2 separate regions of the Mus musculus genome follow, and region 1 is linked to region 2. The links are chromatin contacts, called in public HiChIP or PLAC-seq maps. All regions are on one chromosome and are shown on one strand. The core of a region is the stretch at or near the end of the contact, and the rest is flanking DNA. Distances in the headings are between cores, read along the strand shown.

Region 1 (3,792 bases), core at 614-3,113, 390 kb after region 2:
TACTAATACAGCATGTCTGCCCATCCTCCATGACCCCACACTCTTCCAGGTTTCCTTCTGGTCTTAGATGCTTTGGTATCTTTTCCGGGCTATTGAACGTTGCAGTTATTCTATGTTGGATATTAGTTCTTCTCTCTTCTACATGTTCTTCACATGTCATGCCAGACAGTCACTTCAGTTCCTTCATCTATCGACAAAACAGAAACTTGCATCTTAAGTATTCATCCTCCTCCTTGATATCTCTTCTTGAATTCCTAGAGACACCTAAGTTCAATAAGAATAAACATACATTTATGAGCACTGCTCCCCCCACTCCTGGTTAATGAAAGTCTTGAACGGGTAAGATGGCTCAACAGGTAGAGACAAATTTCTCCAGTTTTTCTCCGACCTCTACAAATGTACCACAGTATGCAGGTGCCCTATCCTTAAATAAAATCAGTTACTAGATTTTTAATGAGAAAGCCTTCTTCAGGTTCTATACTTTAGGGAAGCCATGTACTACCAATCAGCGATTAAAGTAACAGCCTAACACAAGCAGGAGATGTCATTAATACCAAGTCCTGTTAGCTGCAGATTCACAGTGACATCTACCTCCATACAGAGGTGTTTCATAGAAAGCAACGAAATGTCCTTTAGAGTTTAGAGTCTTTTGCAAAAGATGGGGCTGTGCTCTATTATTTGCTGTACCAACTAACCTGAGAAATGCCAGCTAATCTAAATTCCACTCTTGTGCTCTGGGATGTACATCTTATTCCCAGTTCATGTGGAATTCTTATGAGAGGGAAGTTTCCAAAGAAATACCGGCATTGTTGATCCAATGAGTGATGGTCTGGTGATGATGATAGATCTTGGGCTGGGTTCTACAGGGGCTGTTTCTCCTTCAGACACGTAGGAAAAAAATCAGAACTGTGCACTGAAAGAGGTGTAGTGAAATGCATCTTTCTCTTTATTTCCCACCTATTTTAATGACACTTTAAAACTATGATTATAGAGTGTGTATTCATTATAAGAGACCTTTTGAAAGCACAACAGAATACAATAAACATTTTATTGTATATTACTTAAATGTTTCTCTGCATCTTTATAGAACCACATTTAAGTATCATGAATTTATTTTATTAAAAGTAGAGCTAACTTTTAATAATAGTAATAACTTAATAATCTGGAGAACTCCAACATTAAATATAGAATATAGGAACTTTGAGAAGTTGGCTTTTTCTTTTTTTCTTTTTTTTTGCTATGGTTCAGGTTACAATGTTAACTTCAGCATGCAGCATGCTAGACCCTGTTGCCTTCATTCTGCTTGTTATTTTTTCTGTGGGCCACATGACTGAGTTCTTGTCACTAGTCACACTCAACCACACAGCATAGGTAAGAATAACACAGTCTCTGCCCAGGAAGAATTTGTAATCAAAGAGACCAAGTCACGGTAAGGTTGAATGCGCACTGCAGCCTCAGTAGCACATATTAATGGTAAACATTATTTTCTTCTTGTCATCATTGTCTGTTCTTTGCCTCCTCGACTTGTTCTTTCTTTATGGTGGCTCTAGAAGAGAAGATCAGGTTGCAGTGGATGTAACGGTAGTTGGCAGCGCAGGCCTGAGTATGAGGGAGGTAGTATGTTAGGGGAACATTAATGAGGTTTTCTACACTTTGACAAGAAGTTGCTACAAGGGTGGCTTTGCCCCACAGTATCAGATGATCAAAATTTACAATGTAGTAAAGTTAAATTTCTGAGAATCGCAAGTTCAGAAAATAGCATCACTGTCTACTTTGTTATTTTCCCAGGTCTTCTCTGTGGTTGTCACCTCCGCTGGCTAGCGAGGTGCCTAGAATGACTAAAGCTAACCTCTTTTGGGTCTGCAAGGGTATTTCCAGAGAAATGAGAAGGAAGATCTGCCCTGGATGAGATCAGTCCTGTTGCTGCTCTGGGTTCTTGGACAGAAAAAAAACAGAGTAAAAAAGAGGAAGCTAACTCACAGCCAGCTTAGCTGTTCTTCCTGCTTCCCAGCTTCTCCATCCTTTCCTGCACCGTGGTTTCCTGCCCAAGTGCCCAGAGCCACACAACGAATGATAGAGCCCTCTGAAATTATAAGGCAAAATGATTTTTCTTTCCTTATATTGTTTCTTTCAAGGTTTTTGTTCATAGGGCTTGGTTAGTTTAACTAATTAATGTACTTAAATGGACTCTAAGGCTACTAATGGAATCAGTGGTCCTCTTTAAATATGAATTACTTAAATAAATATGTATCTATTTTTGAAGGCTTATTTTTATTGTTTTAAAAAGAATATGTGTGCATGTGTCTGTGTATCTGAGTGCAGATGTTCATGGAAGCCAGGGACATCATGTCCTGATGGAGCTTGAGTCACAGGTACTGTGAGCTGCTTGGCATGGGTGCTGGGAACCACCAAAGCTGAGTCCTCTGCAAGACCAGTATGTATCCTTAAGTGCTGAGCCATCTCTCCATCCTATACATTTATATATATATATATATACATATATATATATATGTATATATATATATATATACATATATATATATATTTAAAATAACAAAGTAAATGTACCTATAGGTGTTATTTTTGATAAACAATTAATATAACCATTCATGTCTGCCTATATAAATAGGACTTTAGAAAGAACCCCATTATAGTCAAGAATTACTGACATCCTTGGTCATTGGCAGTGCTTTAGTTTATACATCCAGCCTATTGTCAGTATTAATGAAACCCTCAAGTCATACCAGCAAAGTGTAGGGGTGACAGTCTCAAAGTATTCACGAACTTTCGTGCAAGGACATCTGTGTTAAACAGAGGCCTGAGAAAGAGAAAAGCTAAACCACTTATTAGCTGCAATAGCTGCCCACAATCTCAGACTCACTTTAAATTCCTTTAAAAGAAAAATTATTACTTTGGTTATTTTTGAGGTTATAATATAGTTACATCACTTCTCCCTTCAACTTCCAACATCCAAACCTACACGTAGATCCTTTCTTGCTCTCTTTCAAACTCATGGCCTCTTTTTCATTAATTGTGGTTCCATACAGATATGTGCATGGGCAACACACACACACACACACACACACACACACACACACACACACACACACACACCACACTATGCACAACTACAATTCGCAGTCTGTGTAAAGTTACTTGTACGTACACTGTCAGGGCTGATCATTTAGTATTTGGTAATGAATTGGTGTGCTCGCCCTGGGAAGACTATTTTTCTAGCTCTCAGTATTTCTTAGGCACCTTTAGTTCTTGGTGTAGGGTTGAAGCCTCTTGGGCTTCTCCCTGACCCTGCCCATAAGCTTGTCTAGTATTATCTTTGTTCGGCTCGTGTTTACAAAATCATGTTGGTGAGGTTTTATGGGTGTAGATTTTGACATTCCTAGGAGATAATATCACAGCAAACCCACTGTTCTTCTGGCTCTTATACTCTTTCTGCTTCCTTTTCCACAATGATCTCTGAGCCTTGGGTACAGGAATTTTATATATATATACACACCTTAGGTAAACTTTGTCCTTTGAGACTGGTCTCCTCATGTTGATTCACTATGGTTTTCTGTGACCATTTCCATCTGTAACAAAGAGAACAAATCTATGTGACTTTTGACATGAGAGAGCTAAGGATGGCCAAGTTTCTCTTTTGAGAAATGTAGCAGAGTTGGTGGACATTCACCAAATTCATTTCCTCTTGTGCTGGGTATACATCAAAGGTTATCTATTCCAGCCTTTTTAGAAGTCATTGTGTAACTGAACATGAAGCACTACAAACACAACATG
Region 2 (3,236 bases), core at 585-3,084:
TGCTTCGAGATACAGAGCATCTTCAGTGCTTTTGGAGGTAATCAATGTTGACTTAAAAATTGTCAATGCTGGGACGTCGCTTTGTATAAATCCATGATACTAAATGACGGAATTATACGTCAAGGGCCATTCCAAATACTTCTGGAAATTCTTTCCTAATGATTCCAGCCCAAAATTTATTTAACTTTTTTTTTTTTTAAAAAAAAGAAACCCAAAGAACAATTTTTACGATCAAACATCTTTATATAATTCAATCCAAAGACATATTAATATTTGTGTATGTGCATATATGTGTATGTGTGTGTCTGTATACAAACATCCTAAGATAGACATGTTGAGGATGAAAGATTCACGTCAAAGTCTTCTATAGTTCGGTCACACTGTTTCTATGGGGCAGGAATCTCTGTGTAGATAATCCATAACATACAATAGTGTTGAATCTGAGCTTAGGTGCAAGTGGCCTGACAACATGGACCCCCATACACAGTGAGAAGCATGAATGTTGTATGTTCAGAACTAAGGCTAGCGAAAGTGAAGTGCGATGCGTGTGTCAATCTGGCCAAAAAACATCTTAGAGTGTTACATGTCTGACTTAAATCTTAGCTCAGAAACCTTTAGTGTTGTCAACTTCTTTATGACCACTACATGAGGTTACCCATCCCTTTATGGGAAGTGACCTCCAAACTGAGAAGCTATGGGAATCTGGGGTGAGACTGCGGTACAGAAAGTCTTTGGGCACATCATCCCATTAAGCAAACCTTGTCCCACTAAGTAGCCAGATGTCTGAGACTGTGACACCACAGCCTAGTATAAATGTACATAGGCCAGGTCAAGGAAAAACTGTAAGAGGTAAGACCTAAGAAGATAACTTCAATACCCTAGAGAGCTAACAAGACCACAGAGCACATGCTAACAAAGGTGCACAGGCCCTGCTGGGCCTTTGCATAAAGGATCTAGCCTGAAACTGAGCAATTATTTGTGAAATGATGTAATGCCAATTAAGATTATATGAGCATCTGAGGTTTCTGGCTCCTCTAGACGTGGCCCTTGTATGCCTCATGTCTCGTCTCTCTGCCTTGAAAAGGGGTATCTCGAAACTTGCTCATCCTGAAAAATATATGTGGCACCCATTAGGAGACGTGTGTAGACTTAAAGGTGTTGCAGTCCCATGTTCCTCTCTCAGGCATCATCCCCTTAGTGCTCCTTCCTGCAGGGGCTGATGAGCAATGCCTTCACTAGGACACCTGGCAAGCAGTTTGTATGTTTTATGAATCTCACATCACACTTAGGGGGCCTCAAGGACAGAGTGTGCCTCTCCCCTGCTCTTCCGGCCTTGCTCAGCAGCCAACGCAAGAGCTGTGGTAAATAGATGAGGTCTGGAGCCCTTGGGAGGTGCTCACTTCCGAGACCTTATGAAGAATCTAGGAAGCCCGGTCCTTGGAGTCTTCACAGTGTTTGAATGAAATTATGCTTCACAAGTCTTGGGATAAATTCCCCATGTGTATAAATCCACGGGAGTTGACAATAGAGTACACTTGGTTTTATTTATTATTTTTTTGTGACTTCTCCCATGCCCTGGGTTTTCTGACATGTGCAATACATGGTTCCCTTTCTGAATTAATACCACCGGGCAGCTCTTCGCTACCCACAGCTAAGAGGTATTGGTCCCTCACTTCACTCCTCACCAAACTACTGATGGGTAACCAGTTCCTTTAATGCTTCACTACTCTAGTTCCCCGGGGAAGTCCCACCCCCCCAACCCCCAGCCAGCCACAGGTTGATCTCTATCTGGTTTAGTGGTTCCCAGGGCGTGGGGGTAGAGTAGGAAGAGTCTGGCACTATTTGGAGACTGTTCTTGACTGTCATGACTGGGGGTGGATGCTACTGGCACCCGGTGGGTAGAGGCTAGGGATGTGGCTAAATACCCTGCAGTGAGCATGATATTCTTCCACTCTTGATCGGCAGAACACAGTCAGAGCGCCAGGTTGAAGAAGCCGTACTCAAGTTAAGAGAAACCAAAAGGTGTCAGGAGAAAATTCAGACCATTAAAACTCAAGTAAAATAACAACAACAACAACAACAAAAAAATGTTTTAGGGTAAAATGAGGAAGGTGAGAGGAAGGCTGGGACAACCAGACTAATCTAATCTGGATATAAATCACAACTTTGCTAATTTACCACTAAATCCTGTTAAAAGAATTTGCTTAATCGGGGCTTTTGTTGCTGGAGACTTAAGAGTCACTAGCAGCAGCAGCATCAAGTTAACATGAGATGCTGTAAAAGGGCGAGGAAAAGCAGGTGGCTGCCCACCTCTGGCTGGCTGGCACTGCAAATTTATATGGGTATTTGAAAGCCAGCATCTGTCAGGTGAAACTGAGGCTTCCATGGATACTCTAATAGCTTCATGGACTGAAAAGGCCACCACCCGGAGACACTCTGGCAGATGTGCAAGCTCCCAAGTTTGGATAAGGTTTGCTCTTTCTTCGCTAGGAACGTGTACCAGTTTTCTGCATGTGGCTTTTGATGTCAATGGGGAAGGAAAGTTGTCAAAATGCATGACTGACGTGAGCGAATCTTGGTGGTTTACGCCATCTCATGAGTGGTGTGAAAAAAAGCAAAAACTTTTTCCAAAGCTAACCCGGATCGTTTTTTGTATTGGTAACATTAAAACCTTAACCACAACTTTTCATAGTTTCATTAGTTTCTGGTGTCTTTACGTTTCCTGTGACTTTTAGCATGTGTTCAATTTCACAACACCCCCCCCCCTTTTTTGTAACCAAAACATGTAATTCTATTTTAATTGGCAGAGAGCAAAATTCAGCGTTTCCTTACCACTCCAGTAAGGCTCCTGCCCGTCAGCTTCCAGTGGCCCAGTTGGTAAGAGCACGGGGCACACAAAAAAGCAATGCAGCCCTCCCTGTGCATGCTCAGCTGAGTTCAAGGCACACGAGGGACCCGAGTTCAGACACTTGGTTGGGTTTGCTTCAAGTGAAAGCAAGCACTGATAAGCATCTAGTCTCGATCTTTCCTCTAAGAAACACCTTTTGTAGAAATTCCCTGAGTTGCCTAATCCCGAAGTGGCTTCTCTCTTCAAAGGGTTACCTTGTGAGGGTCACGTGGGCAGCCCCATTCGAGCAGGGTTTTGACAGAACCTTGCCCAGAATAAGAACAGCAGCAAATGCAACTCTTTCATTTAAATCTACAAACGTGGGTAAAGGATGCATGGTAGAAAGCTC

What was found. HiChIP or PLAC-seq counts read pairs in DNA pulled down with a chosen protein or histone mark.
Region 1: a contact with region 2 is called in a BATF HiChIP or PLAC-seq map of CD8 T cells, with 5 read pairs. The contact joins two enhancer-like sites. A contact is called at or near these places in 2 of 115 datasets of contacts at active chromatin or transcription factors (CD8 T cells and embryonic stem cells) and 1 of 9 other capture datasets (adipose tissue).

The regions. Positions count from the first base shown.
Region 1 is chr13:102,092,423-102,096,214 of GRCm38.p6, forward strand. No RefSeq gene overlaps it. Among named protein-coding and RNA genes, the nearest start is that of Gm41044, 80 kb to the left of the region's middle. Within about 2 kb of position 1,864, at least 26 of the 459 cell types and tissues checked have an H3K27ac peak or open chromatin away from gene starts, as enhancers often do. A contact at or near this core is called in CD8 T cells, where this site is marked.
Region 2 is chr13:101,704,832-101,708,067 of GRCm38.p6, forward strand. The region is part of intron 4 of Pik3r1 (phosphoinositide-3-kinase regulatory subunit 1); the gene reads right to left. Among named protein-coding and RNA genes, the nearest start is that of Pik3r1, 62 kb to the right of the region's middle. Within about 2 kb of position 1,835, at least 42 of the 459 cell types and tissues checked have an H3K27ac peak or open chromatin away from gene starts, as enhancers often do. A contact at or near this core is called in CD8 T cells, where this site is marked.